Regions from separate parts of the Muntiacus reevesi genome. Here region 1 is linked to region 2. Evidence: chromatin contacts called from public Hi-C data. All regions are on one chromosome and are shown on one strand. The core of a region is the stretch at or near the end of the contact, and the rest is flanking DNA. Distances in the headings are between cores, read along the strand shown. Region 1 holds the start of NQO2 (N-ribosyldihydronicotinamide:quinone dehydrogenase 2). Region 2 holds the start of PRP4K (pre-mRNA processing factor kinase PRP4K).

The links. Hi-C and Micro-C count contacts between places; a contact is called where the count stands out from the background.
Region 1: a contact with region 2 is called in a Hi-C map of muscle, with 4 times the contacts expected there. The contact joins the promoter of NQO2 here to the promoter of PRP4K in region 2. A contact is called at or near these places in 2 of 3 Hi-C or Micro-C datasets (blood and muscle).

The regions. Positions count from the first base shown.
Region 1 is chr20:50,703,321-50,708,515 of mMunRee1.1, reverse strand. It overlaps NQO2 (N-ribosyldihydronicotinamide:quinone dehydrogenase 2), which reads left to right and starts at 2,603. Exons shown (of 7, transcript XM_065913408.1): 1 at 2,603-2,752; 2 at 3,868-3,993. The coding sequence starts at 3,987. All of the region lies in intron 1 of LOC136151943 (a long non-coding RNA gene), which reads right to left.
Region 2 is chr20:50,192,602-50,198,136 of mMunRee1.1, reverse strand. It overlaps PRP4K (pre-mRNA processing factor kinase PRP4K), which reads left to right and starts at 4,180. Exons shown (of 16, transcript XR_010660002.1): 1 at 4,180-4,361.

The DNA of each region.
Region 1 (5,195 bases), core at 1,354-3,853, 510 kb before region 2:
GGCATAGGATTCCACATTCCCAATGAAGGGGGCCAGGGTTTGGTCCCTGGTGGGAGACTTAGATCCCACATGCCCAGCCAAGACCCAATGCGGCCAGACCGAGAGGTGGATAAATATATTTATAAACACAATCTGAGTTCTCAGGAAGTTTGTTTCCCAAAAGAAGGTGGATGCTGTTCGTAGAGGAAAGAAAAGCCATTAAATAAAGCCAAAAGGAACTACTTCTCTAGGAAAACGTTCAAGCTGCTTCGATAGTCTTAAGGTGACCCTCGATACTAATTTTCATCTGAAACACAAAACAAGGGGCAGCTGGGGGAAAGAAGTATGCAGCTGGCTTAACTGTCTCACCCCCCGGAAAGCCTAAGCCTATTTCTCCACTGCAAGGGGCGAAATGAACGCTCCACCCATGACCCTTAGAGGTCATGCTTGCTGTCGATGCTATATCTACATATCTCGTTTTAATAGCACCGCCTCCTCCTTAGGCTCACAGTAGGAATCTCTTGTTTGCAGTAAATGCCAGATTAGCAGGGAATCATATTTCTCTTCGCCAGTCCACCGCTGGCGCTTTCACCATCCTCAAGACCCAGGCGAGGGCCGGCTAGCTGACCTTGCCGGAAGGGCGACGTCCCCTCCGCACCTGCGATTCCCGCGCGCGGCCGCCAGATGGTGCTGCCGCGTCGCGGACTAGGATCAAAGCGGGGCTGGACCCAGAAGCTCCCCGCACCTGAATTTTCAGAGGCGGGGTCGCACCTTGGTCTCCCTTCCGGCCCAGCACTTCCACCCCCACACCAGGGACTAGACGGCTCCCGGGCTGGTTCCCTGCGGCTTCACGGTCACCGGGTCTTCCCACCACCACCACCGGGAGGTCTGGCTGTCTTCCTCATTGGTCCTCACAGCATCCTGGAGGCTCAGTGGTAAAGAATCTGCCTGTCAAGTGGGAGATGCAGGTTCCATCCCTGGGTTGGGAAGATCCTCTGGAGGAGGAAATGGCAAGCCAATCCAGTATTCTTGCCTGGGACATCCCAGAGGAGGCTGGCAGGCTACACAGTTCATGAGGTTGCAAGAGTGAAACAGGACAGCATAAACAACCACAACCTCAGGGCACCAAAGACGTGAACCACCCCCCTCCCAAGGGACAACAGCGTCAGTCACCCTCCTTGGAAGGTTACCCCAGAGTCCCTGCATCCGCCTTTCTTAGTTGCAATCATTTCACGTGACTCAAAGATGATTTGCGGACATCATCTCAGTCTGACAACAAAGAGGGAAGAAAACTTAAACCAGATCTCACCTTTGAGGACATTCTGGTACATTTGGAAATGCCTCTACAACTTTTCCCCCAGCTAAAGGTCATTCTAAAATGACAATGGCCCCAGCGCCTCCCAGGCTCACAAGACAAGGGGCCTGTCCACTGCTGGCACAAGGGCACGGCACGCATAGAGAGGCCGTGTCCTCACCATGAACCCAAGAAAGACAGCAGCCTCGGACAGACCGCCCCAACGCTGATGTGGGAACCGCAGCTGCAGCTGTTTGCATCAGGAAAGTTATGCTCGAAGGGGAACCAGCCTTCGCTCTCTGGGCCCATCCTGAAGGTGAAAGAGTTAGTCGCTCAGTGGTGTCCAACTCTTTGCAACCCCATGGACCTTCAGTCCATGGAATTCTCCAGGTAAGCATACTGGAGTGGGTTGCCATGAACATCTCCAGAGTATCCTCCCGACCCAGGGATCAAACCTGGGTCTCCTGCATTTCAAGCTGATTCTTTACCATCTGAGCCACCAGGAGAGCCCCAAGGGCCATCCCGGGACACCAGAAATCAAGGCAGAGTTTGGGAGGGTCCTCGAGTGAGTCCCAATGGCAGGGGGTCTACAAGTGAGGTGGCGCAGGCCAGAAAGTGCTGGGAAGAGGGGAAAGAGACAATCGGCCCAAAGTGCCCACCAGCAGCCCTCCCCCACACGTCTGCAGGCTCCAGTTCGGTGCCTCTCTGCCCTCCGGGGATCTCCTTGGCCTTGAAGCTGCCGGTGTGCCCTTCACCCCCAGCCTGCCCAATAAGAACGTCGGGCCAGACCACAGAACAACGCCACCGCCGGAACGGTCACACACCGCACATTCCCATCAGCACAAGGTCCCTCTTAGAATCACACCCCCCCACCAGAAACCTGGCAACCGCTAACCTGTTCTCCGCCTCTAGAATCTCATCTCAAGAGTGCTGCCTAAACGTGATCGTTCGGGGGAACCCTCGAGGACTGGCGATTTTCATGCAGCGTGATTCTCTGCAGATTCGCCCCGGCTGCTGGGACCCCGATCGCTCATCCTTTTTACGGCTGAGTGTTCTGACCCTCGGTGGGCCTAGGGGCGGACGCGGCGGCCCCCTTCCCAGAACTGCCATCCCTTCAGCCGCCGCGGCGCGGAGCCCCCGGGCCGGCTCCGAGGGGCCGGGACAGGGCAGGGGCGGGGCGAAGGGCTGTGGGCGGGGCTATGCCGGGCGGTCCGCCGAGCGCGAGGAGAGGTCCAGACAGGTCGGGGGCGGGGCTGCGCTCCGGGGAGAGGCGGGGTGGGCGTGGCCTCGGCGCTCGTGGGCGGGCCGTGGGCGGGCCGTGGGCGGGGCCCCCGCCGAGTCCCAGCGTCCAGCCCCGCGGAGCGCGGCCGCATTGTCCGCTCGCGACGCCTGCGAGTGCGTAGTCCGCGCGGCGGAACGTGGCGTGGACGCCGGGCGTTCAGCCTCGTCCTGCCGCTCCTCTCGGGCGAGTTGGCCGAGGTGAGTGTCCGCGCTCGCTGGGGGCCGCTCCCCAGGGCCAGGGTCTCCGCGGGCTCCCACCCCCGCCTGCCCGAGCTTCCCCCCTGCACGTGCGAGGCCTGGGGCGCAGGTGTGCGCAGGCCCGGCGCTGTCCCCGGCCGCTGCCCTCCGCCCTGGACTCGGCCCGCGCTGACCCCACGCGCGGACGGGGAGCGGGCCGCCTGGGGTCAGCGAGCGGGCGGCGCGGAGACCCGGCCTGGGCCCGCGGGGCTCCGGCTCGGCCTTTGCCCCGGGTGCCAGGACCCGAAACTCTGCTTCTCCAACCTTAGTCCCTGAGGGTCTCAGCCAGAAAATCCAGAAGAGGGACGGGTATTCGGTGTGTGCTTCCTGCGCTGCTGTGTATGGAGCAGGGGGGACGGAGGGAAGACAAGGAGAGGAGCAGTCGAGGAGGATGGAACGAGATAGAGTGCATAAAAGGTGTCAGCCGGGTTGGTGTGGCATGATATATGTAGTTTAACAGCCGCCCGCTTCTGTTTCCTGCCGGCCTGGTAAGAGCGCTCTCTCCACGGAAGGAGACGGCTCTCCCTGCTGTGGAGCAAGGTCAGTAGGGAAGTGCTGGACAAGTGGCCTGCTTCTTGGGCCTCAGTGGCTCATTCCGTACAACTAGCAGACTTGGGCCCCCTGAGGAGTCAGAACTCCAAGGCCTGCAGTGGCCTGGCAGGCGATGTAACTAGGTACCCTGGACCAGGCAGAGCGGTAAGGGGATGCCTCCCCTGCTGTGGTCACTGAAATGAAAGCTTTTCTTCCCAAACCAGAGTGTCTTTGGGCCCTGACCCCGGAGATCTCAGGACCAGATGCTCCCTGAGTCTGCAGCCCATCACTCTCCAGACATGTTCCGGGGGCTTCTGCTAGGCTCAGGATAAAGTCTTCACCCCCGCACTACTGACCCACCCACCCCTTGGACCAAATTCCGCACCACCCAGCTCTGTTGTATCCGCATGTCCGCTCTGTCGGCTCTCTGAGCACCCCAGGCCAGTCCCAACGCTGCCTCGCGCTTGCCGTTCCCCCTGCCTCATCCTGCCCACTGCTGCCCACCGAGTCTGCCTACCTCCCTCAGCATTTGTTTCCTCTTCTAGGTCGTTGGCATCACTGAGAGTGACCGTGCCTGAGAGCTCAGGGCCCCCTGCACCCAGGACTAACAGCACACCCTCCTCCCAACAGGATTCAGAGAGAAAAATACCCATCTTCCTGGGACATGGCAGGTAACTATTAGCTATGGGGGAGTAAAACTTTGTTAAATGAAAAATTTATTAGAAATTGAATACTTTTTTATAAAAACTCCAGACAACACTCCTGTATAAAACTTGTTTATAATGTGGACTGCAACCTGGAATTATCTTGTTTTGTATTTTCTTACTTGTTTTATTGTTCATTTCAGCCCCGACAAAATAGAATGCTTATCTTGTCTTTGCTTTGCCTCCAGCCTCTGGGATGACCCCCTGGGACATAATAGCTGCTCGATCAATAGATACTGAGTGAGCCCCGAGAGTGACCATAGTTAGAAATACCGCATGACACATGCATCCCGCTGTGACGTCTTTTTGTTCAACACTATAACATGAAAATCCTTGCATTTCATAAGATAAAAATTCATGTTATTTTATGCATATGCTGTACATTAGGGCTTCTCAACTGCGGCACTGCTGACGTCTGGGGCCAGAGCGCGCTCTGTCGGGGGGCCTCTCCTGTGCTGTGTCCTGCAGCCTGGCTCTCTGTCTCCCACATCCCAGCAGCGCTCCCTCCGGATGCCACAACCGAGAAATGTCTCCAGATGTTGTGAAACACTCCCTGGGAGGTAGCAGTCTCCCTGGTTTAGAACCATCAGTGTGGCTATTTCATTTGTATCCTGTTTCCTGTTAAGCCCCCAAGTTCCTTTATAACAAATGAGCCTGAGAAGTTAAAACTGTTAATCATTAATTTCACTCGTGCAGTTCAACCTTTACACCCTGCTGAGTGCCCCAAAGCTGTTTGCTTCAAACATTTATATTTTCTCAAGGGCCTGAACAGAATAATATAGATCAAGAGTTTAAATATTTTGGTCTTAAGAGGTTCCCACGGAAAATTTAAACACATCCCCACAGCTGCCTTCTGGAAGGAACTGGTACATGACCTCGGAGAATGTCCTGGAGGACCGTGTGGCTTCAGAGACTGTTGGTATGAATGGCACTGGGTGGGGCCTCTTGTCAGGCTCTCCACCGAAGCCGGGCTTCATGCAGACCCTGCGTCCCCCGGGGACTCATATCTGATTTTTTTTTTAATATATCTTATGTGTCAGTTTTCAGTGGAGAGGAAGGAAGCAGAGCTGTGTGTCAGCGACCGACCTGCCAACAAGGGGTTAGCACGAAAGATGAGTCACAGCAGTTTCTAATTCTGATCTTAGGCAACACGGCTAAAACGTCTCATA
Region 2 (5,535 bases), core at 2,931-5,430:
TACACAAGGACTTCCCTGGTGGTCCAGCGGTTAAGAATCCGCCATGCTAAGCAGGGGACGTCGGTTCCATCCCTGGTTGGGGAATGATCCCACGTGCAGGGGAGGCAGGTAAGTCCCCTACCCGCAACTACTGAGCCTGCACGATACAACTAGAGTCTGTGAGCTGCAAGGAAAGATCCAGCCTGCTCCAACTCAGACACAATGCAGCCAAGTAAATAAATATTAAAAACAAACAAACAAACAAAACAGAAACAGGCTACATAGAAGGCTTCCTTCATCACATTTTAAGAGGTGAACTCGATTGTCATTTCTTCCTCCTTTTCTTTTTTTTATCAGTTCTCATTTTGAAACTGCTTTGGAGACTGAATTCTCCCACGGTTCTGAGGTTGTAAAGGAGAAATTCAGCATAGAACCACAGTTAGGGAGCGCTCTGGCTGGGTCTCAGTCTCTCCTGCCTGCTTTTAGGGCAGAGGATATGAGCCACAGGAGAGGCCAGCCAGTTCGCAGGAACCGTCCATCTTCTATAGCGTGCTCATCTCTAGGGCCCGCGAGGACCGCTGCTGTGACCCGGGCTAGGATCTGACACAGAACTGCAGTCTGAGGGCACCCAGTACACTGTTGTGTTGTTTCCAGATTTCCTCTGTTTTCTGACTGATCTACATTCTAAAACTTGGAAGTTTTCATCTGAGTGGGTTTTCATTTCTGGTTCAAAACCATAATACCACCTGTCATTCAACAGGAAATTAAAATGTGGTTCCCAAGGTTGTTCTTTGTGCTGCTGGTGATTTGGTAAAGATTGTACCCACTTATCTCTAAGGAAAGTATTATTCTCCCAAGTGTGCAATTTGAGTTTCAAAGTCTTCCCCGAGGAAAGAAGGATTGAAGTTATGCTTTCCTCTGCTAAATGTCAGGAGCACAGGAAATGTACTGGAATTTACATTCAAATTCATTAGTTTAACAATGCATACCTACAAACAGAAAAAAAAGAAAGAAATGCACAAAAAGGCATTTTAAAAAGCTGGTGGTAAAATTTTTTTCAATTTTATTGAGATGATTGACATACAATTGGGTGTTAAATCTTCACTGCAAGGCACACAATTTTACAATGTATTATAAATGTGGAGGTAAAACGTTGCTGAAATGACACCGAGTTATCTGTGATTCCACCCAGTTTACAAAAACACTCCCCTCATATACTCACAACATAGAGGTCTACCTCACAAAGCTGATAGCTGAGCTTTTTAAAAGCCAGACTTTAGGGATCTCCCTGGTGGCGCAGAGGACAGGAATCCGCCTGCCAATGCTGGACACTGGGGTTCAATCACTGGTCGGGGAAGATCCCACACCCCTCTGAGCAACCCAGCCTCACCACCGGGGCCCTGCCCTCCGCTGAGGCCCCGCCCCCATGGGCTTCCAGTGGGCGGGGCCAGCCCTTCCCGGCGGCTCTGCCCCGGCAGCTTTCCGGAGCAAAGGTCTCCGAACGCAGGAAGGAAAAAGCGGCGCGGTTGCAACGATGGGCTTCGGGTTTGAAAATGAAAAGTCGGGCTTAAGTCTGTTGCTTTGGAAACGTCTGCTGAACGATTAAAGTAATAAGCGGACGTTTGCTTTAACTCTGCCTTCAGAGAGCGCCGCTTCTTCCAAAACGAACTTCCAAAACAGCAGTTTGGAGTGAGTCCTTGACAAATCCTGTCCTAGTGCACTCTCCAGAAGTAGCACCGTGCGAGCGAATTTGGTGAGACATTTTTAAAGGAGATCTTTGCCAGCATCATTTTCTCAAGCTTCATTTTCACTATGCTCTCTTTTAAAACTTGAATGATTTGTCCAAGTCTCAACTTGAGCCAGCCATAATCAGGATTCAAACCTGACCCTTAGTTCCTCTGTTCCCCACCCATCCTTCCCCACACTCAGGATGCTTCGTTTAATCTCCACGTTAAAGATGCTGCAAAGAAATAGAGAGTGGGGCTGGGGCCAGGGAGACCACATTAAGGCTGAGGAAACAGACTGATGTATAAGCACGCCACTAATCAACAAGAAAGAGACTACAGTTTCTGGACCTAGAGAAAATAAGGAATTTCTAGTACCAATCCAGTACTCTTTCCCTTGCATGCATGCTAAGTCATTTTAGCCATGTCCAACTCTTGTATTCCTATGGACTGAAGCCCGTCAGGCTGTCTAAGGGATTCTCCAGGCAAGAATACTAGAGTGGGTTGCCATGCCCTCCTCACCCTTTCCATTACTTATATTCAAAAAGCATTTGAAAACCAAAGAACTGTGTGGATGGGTGCACTATCGGGAGATGCTAAACAAATGACTTTTCTGTGGGAAACAGCACAGTAAGAATGAAGAGTGCAGACTTGAGAAATTTCAGTTTAAACCATGGCTTGGCACCTGGGAACTGAGTCATCACAATCAAGTCACCTTACCTCTGAGTGCCAGTTTATTAGGCTTCTTTTGCCTTAAAGTGTATTATTCTACTATATATCCAAGATGAGATCTCTTACAGGCTTGTACTCACTTCCAAGAAGAGGTCTGTAATAGGTTTGTACTACATACACCATGTTTATTTTCACTTTAAAATTATATATTTAAAAATAACGTACTAATGTTATTTTAATAACGTATCTAAGCTATTCTTAACACCGTGACACACGGCCTTGCCTTCGTAGGACAGAGAATATAATAAATAGTAAATATAAGACTGCTGTATTGCTGTATACATAATACCTTTTAAAAAGATATACCTGGATGAGAATCTAGAGATAGGAACAATTAGCAGAATTCTGAAATTCCAACCTACACACTACCAGTACATCAATAAATATATGGGTGAAAATATAAACCATTCTTAACACATTTCTGAAAACTATTTCCTTTGAAAGAAGCCTTCTAAGTTATACCTAAATTTGATAATTAAGGAGAAAGAAAGAAACCCTTCTTGAAGAAAACAGTTAAGGACCATTCGAAGAAATGCAGCAATGGGTGTGGGGTGAGGGTAGGGGAACCCACAGAAGTCAATAAACATCCAAGTATTTAGTATTCCGTATTAATAAAGTCCATGAGGGGAAAATGCTTAACATTTTAACACATTTGGGATTCAGCCAACTAGAGACTTATTTTAAAAGAATATTTTAACTCTTCCCCTCTGACAATCAAGAGACATATAAGCTCAGCTATTCTGAACTCAGATTTCTAAATCAAACCCAAACTCATTTGATTACAAGAATAAAAGTGATCACCACCTTGCTTTTAGGCTCAAGTATGAAGAAAGATACTCTTCAGAGAAAGAAAGAGAATGTAAAAACCTACATGTTATTGAAAGCTCTCCAACAGACAGTTCAGTTCAGTTCAGTCGCTCAGTCGTGTCCGACTCTTTGCGACTCCATGGACTGCAGCACACCAGGCCTCCCTGTCCATCACCAACTACCGGAGTTTACTCAAACTCCTGTCCATGAGTCGGTGATGCCATCCAACCATCTCATCCTCTATCGTCCCCTTCTTCTCCCGCCTTCAATCTTTCCCAGCATCAGGGTCTTCTCAAGTGAGTCAGCTAGAGACAGTAACTTTTAACCAAGAGGCAGTAACTTTTCACATACGGTGTTTCATTTCATCTCATTACTGTAGATTCCATTATTATAGAAAAACAAAATCACAAAGTTATTTGGACCAGAAATGTCACTTAAAAATTCAGTCTACAGGTCCAGAGAACCTGGACAGGAGTAACGGACTCCTGACGTATGGGCTCAACAAAATCTGAAACAAAGTTCCCAAAGTTTCAAACGAACGTGCCAATACTAGTAGTTCTCTATGTTCTAGGTACAGCCCTAGCTTGCCTGTCTACAGGCAAAATGCCTGTCTACAAACTTTCTCTTAATACCGCTTCACACTGAGTTAGCTAAGGGATAAGAAGGCATTTAAGAAGCAAAATCATCTTGTTTGCCCAGCTTGAAAATTTTCACCCGAGTCTGGGCCCCACAACAGACCAATTCTCGGAACTGCGCCCCGGATGCGGACCCCTCCACCTTCCATCCTTTCTCCAGGTTCCTAGAACTTGATGACGGTTCTTACCCAATGAGCGCGCACCTTTAAAGCCCCGGCCAGGGCGGCCGCGGCCTCGCCCCTTCCGGAAGTGCGTCACGACGCCAGTGCGCTCCGTCCCCGGATGCGCTTGTATATCCGGATTTTTCGAGCGACGCCGAGCTCCACGGGTCCCGACGCTGTCGGCACATGCGCGACGGCCCCGTTCCCTCTTCCTCCGCCTCCCCTGGCTTCCGCCGTCCGCGGAGCCGCCGCCACCGCCGCCGAGGAGTCAGGAAGTTCAAGATGGCCGCCGCGGAGGCGCCGTCGCTGCGGGAACAGCCAGAGTAAGTAGTCCGGGGGCGCGGAGGGCCGGCGCCAGGGGCGGGCCGAGAGGGGACGGGCTGAGCGCCGCCCGGGCGGGCGAGCGGGCGGGAAACTTCGCGGCCCAGCGGTCGCGGCCAAACTTTGCCTCCCGCGCGGCGCCGTGGGGGCGCGGGAGGGCGGCCTCGGCGCTCCGCCCGCCCGGAGGCCCCGGCTGTTGGATCGAGGGCCTCCGGGGCCCGCAGCGGCGTTGCCCAGGGAGGCGAGGGCGCGAGCGGCCTCTACGGGTCTCGAGCGCGAGGCCGCGGCGCGGGCGCGCCTGCCCGCCTCTGAGGCGACGAGCGGGTCTTCCGGAGCAGCCCGCGCGACGGCGAGCCCCGAGCGCTCCTCTCCGCAGGCGGCTCCCGCGCCGCCGCCGGTGTCAGTCTTCCGGGCCGGGAGCAGAGGGGCGCCGGGCGCGCCCTCCTTCATCGCTCGGAGCCTCGGCTGGCGGGGTGCTCCCTCCTTCCCGCACGGTGCTCTCGGCCCCAGCGTCCCCTTGGTGTTTTCCCCTTCTCTGCCTAGTGCAGCTGGTCTCCCGGTTCGCAAACTCGAGGCAAAGTAAGACCAAGTGCTCGGTTCTGAGGCCTAGGGTTTTTGGCCCGAGTTTACAGCGCTTGTCTGGGAGCCCCAGTGAAATAAGGAGTGGGAATGGTCAGCTACTTGCAAACCGGAGCGCTTCGTGTCTGTAATCAAGCTAACGTAAAGCATCGATGCGGCCGAGTGGACCGCATCGGTAGGGTAACCCTTCCCTTAACTGAGAGCAGTGTATTCTGTTTTCCGTGTGTTTGCTAGGAAAGCTCAGGAACCTAAGAGAGAGAATGCATTTTAAGACAGTATTTTTGTAGCGCCTTTTTTTTTTTTTTTTTTTTTTGGCTTGTATCCTCATTATCTGATTTGTTTCCAGCAGTCTTAAGAAAGAGGTAGAGGTAGTCTCCCAGCAACTTTGGACTGACAAGAGGAGAAATCTTTGCACCTCCCCAGCCGGCCCATCGCTTCACCGCTGTGCGTCCAGTGTCGGACCGCTCGCGGGTTTGCTTTGCTCATCTAGGCAGAGAGAGTTACCAGAAGTTTTTCGTTTAGGGACTCTGAAAGCTGCTCTGTTCATCTTCACAGTTTGACTTAAAAGAGGGCAGGTGGGTTCTGAAGTTTTAGGTA